Regions from separate parts of the Mus musculus genome. Here region 1 is linked to region 2. A link is a contact called in public promoter capture Hi-C data. All regions are on one chromosome and are shown on one strand. The core of a region is the stretch at or near the end of the contact, and the rest is flanking DNA. Distances in the headings are between cores, read along the strand shown.

Evidence for each region. Promoter capture Hi-C pulls out the DNA fragments that hold promoters and counts their contacts.
Region 1: a promoter capture Hi-C map of neural stem cells shows a contact between it and region 2. The contact joins the promoter of Rtraf here to the enhancer-like site in region 2. A contact is called at or near these places in 21 of 39 promoter capture datasets (the 3T3-L1 cell line, 3T3-L1-derived adipocytes, the HPC-7 cell line and 13 more), 2 of 15 datasets of contacts at CTCF or cohesin (CD8 T cells and the NIH/3T3 cell line), 1 of 484 Hi-C or Micro-C datasets (tail fibroblasts), 13 of 115 datasets of contacts at active chromatin or transcription factors (the NIH/3T3 cell line, bone marrow-derived macrophages, embryonic fibroblasts and 8 more) and 3 of 9 other capture datasets (adipose tissue, liver and pancreatic islet).

Annotation. Positions count from the first base shown.
Region 1 is chr14:19,822,456-19,826,983 of GRCm38.p6, forward strand. Rtraf (RNA transcription, translation and transport factor) reads right to left here and starts at 1,368. Exons shown (of 8, transcript NM_026528.3): 1 at 1,214-1,368; 2 at 111-235. The coding sequence starts at 1,274.
Region 2 is chr14:19,735,445-19,739,315 of GRCm38.p6, forward strand. The region is part of intron 3 of Gm29899 (a long non-coding RNA gene); the gene reads left to right. Among named protein-coding and RNA genes, the nearest start is that of Nid2, 14 kb to the right of the region's middle. Within about 2 kb of position 2,352, at least 60 of the 459 cell types and tissues checked have an H3K27ac peak or open chromatin away from gene starts, as enhancers often do. A contact at or near this core is called in embryonic fibroblasts, extraembryonic endoderm stem cells and neural progenitor cells, where this site is marked.

The DNA.
Region 1 (4,528 bases), core at 118-2,617, 86 kb after region 2:
TTTACTCACACTGATCACTATTATATCTTAAAAGAACATAGGAATTTTCAACTCAACATACAACGTTTACAAAAGTTCTCTGTGCTTCCTTCTACTTCCTGATTCATTACCTTTTCAAAGAACTTGGGCCAGTCACTGCTGTGGATGTTTCTCAAGTTACCTCTGTCTTCAATCTTGTAGTGTCTGATTTTCTGGTCTTCAAGCCAAACGATAAAGTTTCTAAATTCTGTTTCATCTGCAACGAAACATCATATATCAAGTCACTAAAAGCCTTTGTGATCCTTGGTGGCTTTCTAACCTGCAAACACTACATTAACTGACCCCGAGGGAAGTCAGCAAGAGCTCAAAGTTCAGACTGCAGAGCCATAGATACCTGGCTCACTGCAATAGACTCAAATTCTGGATGAGCCTCAGAAAACCGGATACACTTTCTAAGCTTCAGATTCTTCAGATACAAGATGAGGAAAACGGGACTTACTTCGTGGGGATGTTTTGAGTATTGAATGAATTAAACATGCAGGGCACAGTGTTTCCTATGTTTTATTAGAACTCTGGTTCCTTTAGAGTTTAAGGGGCATTGGGCAGGTAAAAACTTTGAAGCAAGCCAATAGAATAAAATAAACTAGAAATAAACGATTAAAGCACCCTGAATACAAATATTAAAAACTGAAAGCTAGGGGACAGTGTACAGTTACCGGGACGCACCTGCTTCCTTAGATCCAACCCCTCCAAACACCAAAACCCAAAACCCTCAGGAAAGATCCTCATTTTACTCGTCAGAAAACTGAGGTCTCAACCCCCAATTTCGGCTCTACCGCCACCCAGCAATCTTGAGCCAAGTAAAAGCCAAGTAAAAACCAGGACTGACCCTGATATGCTTCTGGAGACCAAACGCTGCCACCCCGCTTCTACCGGTGCGTCCTGCACAGCGGAATGAGGCCCTGGTCCCCGCCTCACTCTCAGTTTCCCACTGGCCCGCAGGACTGGAATATCTTTTTTTCTGAACGGTTCCACTTCCCTGGCAGCCGGCCACGAACTTTCTGCGCGCCCCGAAGGGCATCCCCGGTCCCCTCCCCTACCCCGCAGGTGCCCGCCGAGCCGCCCGGGGGCCGGGAAGCCTGCCGAGCGCCTCAGGGCAGCGGCTGCCGGGTCTGGGTCCGGGTCCGGGCGGGCTGGGGAGGCGCCGTCGCCGAACCCCGCGGCCGCCACCCACCTTTGCAGTTGAAGCCTGAGGGGTTGTGGTAATCCAGGGCCGTGAGCTTGCGTCGGAACATGGTCCCCGCTGCTCGCGCTGGCCGCCCGGGCCTCCGCCGGGACAGGAGAAGCGAGGTGAGGCGGGCAGCGCAGGCACCGGCGACGCGGCGAAGGGGCGGGGCGGTGACCGACGCTCCGACGGACGGCGGACGGAGCCAATCGCGGCTTAGGAACGCCCGCAGCCCGCAAGCGCTGGCCAATCATCGCTGCTGCTTAGGAGGCGGGGCCACGTCGGTGCACGTCGACGCTCAAATAAACTTTATTGTCAGCTTCCTAGTTGTACAATGGACCGAAAGCAGGTCTGAAGCTGCGATTCGTGGATCTAACTCCTTTTCTTGCAACAGTAGGCAAAACCAAAACCCAAAACCAAAACCAAAAAAAAAAAAAAAAAAAAAATGTCTGTACGCTTTCTCGAGTCGGCTATAGCTCTTATTGGCTCAGAGTTGCTGTTTAATATCTTGAGCGTATTAATTGCTCGTCTTTGAACGCTGGTAATACAAAGATCGAAAAGAAAGGTCCCTGCAGGATATTCTTTCGGACTAATTGGAGTGATGTGGAGATTAGATACAACCCCCATGCCATATTTCAGTTTGTCCCCAAACAGTGAAGTCAGAAACCGGGAACCTGCGTTTCCTTCTCCTCAAACCTCTCAGTCACTACCTTCAGTGGGCCACTAAGTCCTGCCATCTCTTCTCTCTCATCCTTTCTTGCCTTTCCTGATGTATTTTCCCCACTCTGTAACGCGACTGATAATCTAAAGCGCCCATTTAAAACTTTCTTCTTATCTTTTAGCAAAGCTGTCGGTGCTTATGATCTAAGTTGCATGCTTCCAGGTTTTTGGCCTCTTATCCAAATATGCAAAAGCAAAATAGTTTTATTTGAAGCAATGCTATAGTGCAAAGTTACAGAATGACAGCAGGCAACGCGAGCAAAAGTACCAAGTACCTCAGGCTACAGCCTGGGTCTCTTCACCGGTCAAGAAAAAGGAGGCGCTGGTTACTAATGTGAATGATCCTTTATTTCAATTGATAGATCAGGTTATACGATCATTTCAATACTGCTCACGTCCCTTCCAATAATGCATCTGGCTTTAATCACATGCACAGGCATATGAGAGTAAATAAGAGATTCTTCTTAAAAGCTTATTAGAGGACATAGTTTCCCCTTAATTGTGCCTATACCCCAAGCAAGTTCAGGCCATCTTGACCCTTCTAATCTTTATACCCCATACATTGGGAATATACTTGAATAAAAACTGTGTAGGTGTGATTGGTACTAGGGGTGAAGAAACATTATTATTTAGAGGTAGAAGTATATATAATCTGGGGAGGTTAAGGGAGTTCCGAGGTGCCAGGTAAATTGTTTGGAGAATTTTTGGTTGTGTGTGTGTGTGTGTGTATGTGTGTGTGTGTGTGTGTGTGACTTACCAATGAAGGAACAAGGCTGCCAAGAGCATCATTGTAAGAGGGGCTATGTGAATAACCAGAAACAAATTGGGGTTCCAAGCTATCCTCTCTCCCATGCTTGCCTGCCTCAGGAACTGCCTGCTGTGCTCTAGAGACAATCAAATGCTCCTACTGGATTTAAGACCCTTCCCATTCCGTTACAAATTGTTTTCCAGATACAGGCGAGCAGTGATGAGCAGGACAGACTGGCTGTCTACTTTGATTCCATTTAAAAGACCAAAAAGGGAGGGTGGGAGGGACAAAAGAGAGAAACAGTGGCTTGGAGATAGTGAGGAGTTCACTCGCAGTCAAAATGATAACTGATTTTGCTGGAAACAGATGCACAAAGGCAAGAAATGAACAATAGGGCCGAGAGGGAAACACTTATGGAAGCTGGAGGGAGGTGGTGACAGCTGGCGAGACTGTGGACAAAGGCAGGCGCTTGATCAAGAAAGGCCTTTCATGGCAAGCTGAGGGGCGTTATTGAATCTCTTGGAGCTAAGCCAACTGTACGTTTCATTTTAGTTCAGGAGCCGGTAATTAAACAGTGTTTGCATCTGTGGGGCATACAAATGAAGAAGCTGTAGTGTCTAATTTCAGGAGGTTTAAATGTAATAATCAACACAGATGCTTAGATTAGACGCTTCTAGTCTGGAGCCAGAAAGGGACACATGCATAATGAGAAGCTTTGAACGTTCCGCAGGATCGAGTGCAGTTTTAAACGGGCTCTCAGAGACAATTCATGTTTTCCCAGTTAAGTTTCATACCAAATGAATCAGGAAAAGCAAGGGCAGGTGCTGGAGAGATGGCTCAGCAGGTAAGAGCACTGACTGCTCTTCCAGAGATCCTGAGTACAATTCCCAGCAACCACAGGGTGGCTCACAAACATATGTAGTAGGATATGTTGTGTCTGAAGACAGCTACAGTGTACTCACATACATAAAATAAATAAATAATAAATAAATCTTTAAAGAGAAGAAGGAGGAGGAGGAGGAGGAGGAGGAAGTGATTAATGTGGGCTTGTTGACAGTTTCAGAGGAATCAGGCAGAGAGACACTGGGCCTGGCTTGGGTTTTTGAAACCTCAAAAGCCCCCCTCCCCAGTGACACAACTCTTCTAAACAAGAACACACACCCCAGTCTTTCCAAACACCTAATCAACTGGGGACTCGAGCCTGTGAGGATATATGAGCCTATGGGGTGGGGGACCATCTCATACAAACCACCACAGGGCCTTTGAAATAGAAGGTATACAACCTCATTTCTAAAGGCCAAGCCCACATAATGGAGAAACATTTTATTATCAAACGACCTGAACCCCAACCAGTGGTCAATTGAGAGTTTCACAAGCCACTCATCCATCCATTGAATTATTCAACCAAGTCTTTCCGTGTCAGCTGTGACACGAAGTCTTCTGGGCCCTTCGGAGGGCTCTGTGAAATTATGAACAACAAACTCTACAGGTGAGAAGCTTTCTATCTGGCAAAGGAGGATGAACAATAGAAACATACATATGTAAATTATGTATTATGTTTGGAAGGCCCTAAGTGCTATGGGAAGTCACGGAATGAGGAGGAAGGTAAAAATGGGTGAGGACAATGAGTTGGGGGGACTTGGTGTCACTTGCTGTTTGGGGCAGAACGATCTGTCTGGGTAGGGCTTCATTGAGAAGGTGAAAGAAAGACTTGCAGGAGCTAAGGGGTTAGCCATACAAGTATCTCAGAAGACGAGAAACAGATGACGAGTGAAGTGTATATGCAATTCCAATCTCAACATCTCTAAACAAAGTTCTGTTTCAACACAGCCCTGTCCATTTGCTTATTGGTTGAC
Region 2 (3,871 bases), core at 1,102-3,601:
TGCTAGGAAAGCAGAGAACTATAGGAAAAGCTCTGTAGTTCAAAGCACACAACAGTCTTAGCTCTGAGCCCAGGCGCTTTGCTGGGTACTCCTTACTCTTGCCAGCACGACACATATCTTTTATTGTTGCTAAACACTGGGTGAGCGCCAGCTCAAGAAGTTTTGGTTTTAGATTTAAGAGCTGATGAGGCACGGAGCTGGGATGCCAGTGTAGGTGTCTGCTTCCAGCCTGCCAGTGTGATCTGCTACGGGTTTACCACCTGGGGTTCTGGTAGGGAAAAGACGCTGTTTCATAGTGTTTGTGGTTCTCATGATATAAATATCCCCACCATGGCTAGTCGCAAGCTGCCAACTTGATTGCACTGAACAAACTTGTTAAGAAATCTACCACATCTATTCTTTCTGGCATCAGTTGTCATCGTCAGCTCACCAAGATCGCCTTGTATGTACTAATGCCATCAAATACCCTGAGGAGCCTAGCACACTTGTTTTGTCACCTGACCCTCTGTTCTCCAGCAGTCATTCCCACAGAGGTCCATCCCAGAACAACCATTGGAGGAACCCAGCCAGGCACTACCCTGGAGGTTTACACGGTGTTTCTAACTCAACTTGCCCATAACCATTTCAAGGAGACACTACTGTTTTCCTTACTTCCTTAAAAATTAATTTAGAGGTCTGGAGAATTTAAATGGTTTGGTGAAGATCACACAGAATACAAGTGAAGTGTGTCTAGACTAAGGCTAGACCAGACTCTTGCACCTTGCAGGTGACCTTTAGAGAAGGCATTGAGAAGTTAATGAAGACTGGCAAGAAGCAGTTTTACACAAGTGCTATGGGACAGATGTTATTTTCCCTATATGATACCAAACGTTGGTTACCTGAACTGGTGATAGCAGACATTGTAAACATCAAGATATTGGCTGTGTTTACATTTTTTTAAATCTGAACTTTCCATGGGTGTGATGATGTACAACTTTAACCCCAGCACTTGGGAGGCAGAGTCAGGCAGATCTCAGAGTTTGAGGCCATCATGGTCTATAGAGTTCCAGGATAGTTAGGGCTACATAGAGAAACCCTATCTCATTAAAAGCCAAACCAAAATCAAAACCTAACCAAAACTCAAAATCAAACAAAATTTTAGACATTTTAATAAGGCAGTTCTGATGGAGAAACAGATGTCTAGAATTGAGTCCACAGTCTGCTACCAGAAGCTTCATCTCTGAAACAATGCCATTTTGAGTCTTTGGTCAAAAAAAAGATAACAATTTTTTTAAATTAATTAATTTTGAGACAAGGCTTCACTATGTAGCCCTGGCTGTCCTGGAATTCACTATGTAGACCACACTGACCTCAAACTCACAGAAATCCCTCTGCCTCTGCCTCCTCTGCCTCTGCCTCTGCCTCTGCCTCTGCCTCTGCCTCTGCCTCTGCCTCTGCCTCTGCCTCTGCCTCTGCCTCTGCCTCTGCCTCTGCCTCTGCCTCTGCCTCTGCCTCTGCCTCTGCCTCTGCCTCTGCCTCTGCCTCTGCCTCTGCCTCTGCCTCTGCCTCTGCCTCCTGACTGCTGGGATTAAAAGCATGCACCAGCATATCCAGCTTGTGATAATCAATTTTTGAAAAGTATTTTTAGATTTATTTATCTCATTTTATGTGTATATTTTGCCTGTATGTGCATACATGTGTGCCAGGGGCCTGTGGGAGCCCAGAAGGGGGAGTCTGGTTCACAGAAACTGGAGTTGGGGATGGTTCTAAAACCACAAGTGTTCTTCTCTGCTGAGCCACCTCCCCAGACCCTATAACTAATTTTTAAACAAAATTCATGGGCCTTAAAAGCATGTCTAGGAGCCAGGCAGTGGTGGCACATGCCTTTAATCCCAGCACTTGGGAGGCAGACAGATTTCTGAATTCGAGGCCAGCCTGATCTACAGAGTGAGTTCCAGGACTGCCAGGACTACACAGAGAAACCCTGTCTGGAAAAACCAAAAAAAAAAAAAAAAAAAGGAAGAAAGAAAAAGAAAAACAAACAAACAAACAAAAGTATGTCTAGGGGCTAGAGAGATAAGAAAAAGAAAGGAAAAGAGGGAGGGAGGGAGGGAGGGAGGGAGGGAGGGAGGGAGGGAGGGAGGGAGGGAGGGAGGGAGAGTGGCAAACAGGTGTGCTGGCCTGTGATTGAAATTCCAGTACTGAAAAGATAGACTCACTGGCAGCCAGCAAGGCTATGAACTCTAGGCCAGTGAGAGATCCTTTCCCAGGAGAGAGAGGTGGCAGGCAGGCACACATACAGTCACACACAGCCCCATACTTACCCCACACACTAAGAAAAGACAAGGAAGGAAAGGCATGCCTGTGGTCTACAATAGAGGTGTGGTGATGCATTCCTCTAGCCACAGAACTTGAGAGGCTAAAGATGGGAGATAAAGAGTTTGAGGCTAGCCCAGGCTATATAGCAAGACTTTGTTTGTTTGTTCAAAAACAAGGGTGGGGGAGTAAATGTGTCAACTAGTTGTTCCCACAGTGCTGAGAGGTCCTGAGTGGCTCATGAGCCTGGCACTCCTCCTGTCCCTCTGCAGTCTTTGCAGTTATTTCTCCTGTTTCTTTGGCTTTTTTATTTCTCCTGACTTTAAAGCTTCAACAGATGGACTAAACATCATTGCCCAGGCCCCTCTGAGGGTCCTCATCCAGCATGGGGTTGGGTGCGTTCAGAAACAGGCCCGAGGAAACCACAAGCAGGCTTAGGTTGAGAATTGCTGTGCACGAAATCAAATCCTCTTCATTCTGCTCTGACCAGAAAGAATGTTGAGAAAGAAGAGCCTGGCTCTGCTTCCCTGTGGATGTGATAAAGTCTGAGACTTGCAAAAAAGCTTAAGTAGTGCAACTTGTGTAAGAAGAATTCCTTGGGTGCACTTACTATAAACAAAGGGTCCTTGGCACGAACAGAGAACTGAACAGCTGCAGCTGCAAGAGATTTGCTTAGACAACCAAAACATTAAATACTCTTGGGGGAGAGAGGGGGAGGGGGAGGGGGGAGGGGGGAAGGGGAGAGGGAGAGAATGTCCATCTTCTTTCTACATCTCTGTAGCCCTTCTAGGACTAAGTGTGCCTATCTATGGCTGAAAGGAACACTAAGCATGACTGGATCTTCCCTTTATTTCTTTCAAGTTAAGTAAACACCAGGGTCTGAGGTTAAGTCACTAGACATAAATCAAATAAATAAAAAAGAGGACACTGGTGGGACTTGAGCTTCCCAGAGGATATTATACAAGCTAGTGGGAGTGACTGATGCAGTAAGAATTGCCTTTTAATGAGATTATTGTGGCTCCACATTGGAATCAGCTTACTTAATGTGGGAAAGCCTAGGGAAGCAACAACACAGCATCATGCATTTCTTGGTCGTCTTGCTCACCCTTATGGTACTGCAACTATCCAGACTCAGTTTCCTCAGGCATCACCATGAAGTCAACTAGACCTTGTTTCATGTCTCTGCAGAATTCAATTAATCATATGTTACTAAAATAACTGCTACATGCTCAAAGCATGAAATATGTAATTTCATCTTTTACAACAAATGTACAATTAACTGTGCTTATCTCTGCATAAAAGGAACTTTTAAAGCATGATGGCATTTTCCCTTTATTTCAAGTCAAGCAAACACAGAGGTCTAAGATTAAGATTACTAAACCATACTAGTAGATTTTACCCCAAATTTTACTAGTTTATACTAGAAGTACTATTGTTATTATTTTGGAACATGGAATTGTCAAATTATGACTTTTCAATTTCAAGAAAGTGTCTCCTGGGCCATCACGAACTCACTTTCATCCCACGCTGGACTCAAACTCTTAATTCTTGGGCCTCAGTTTCCCCAGTGCTGAAA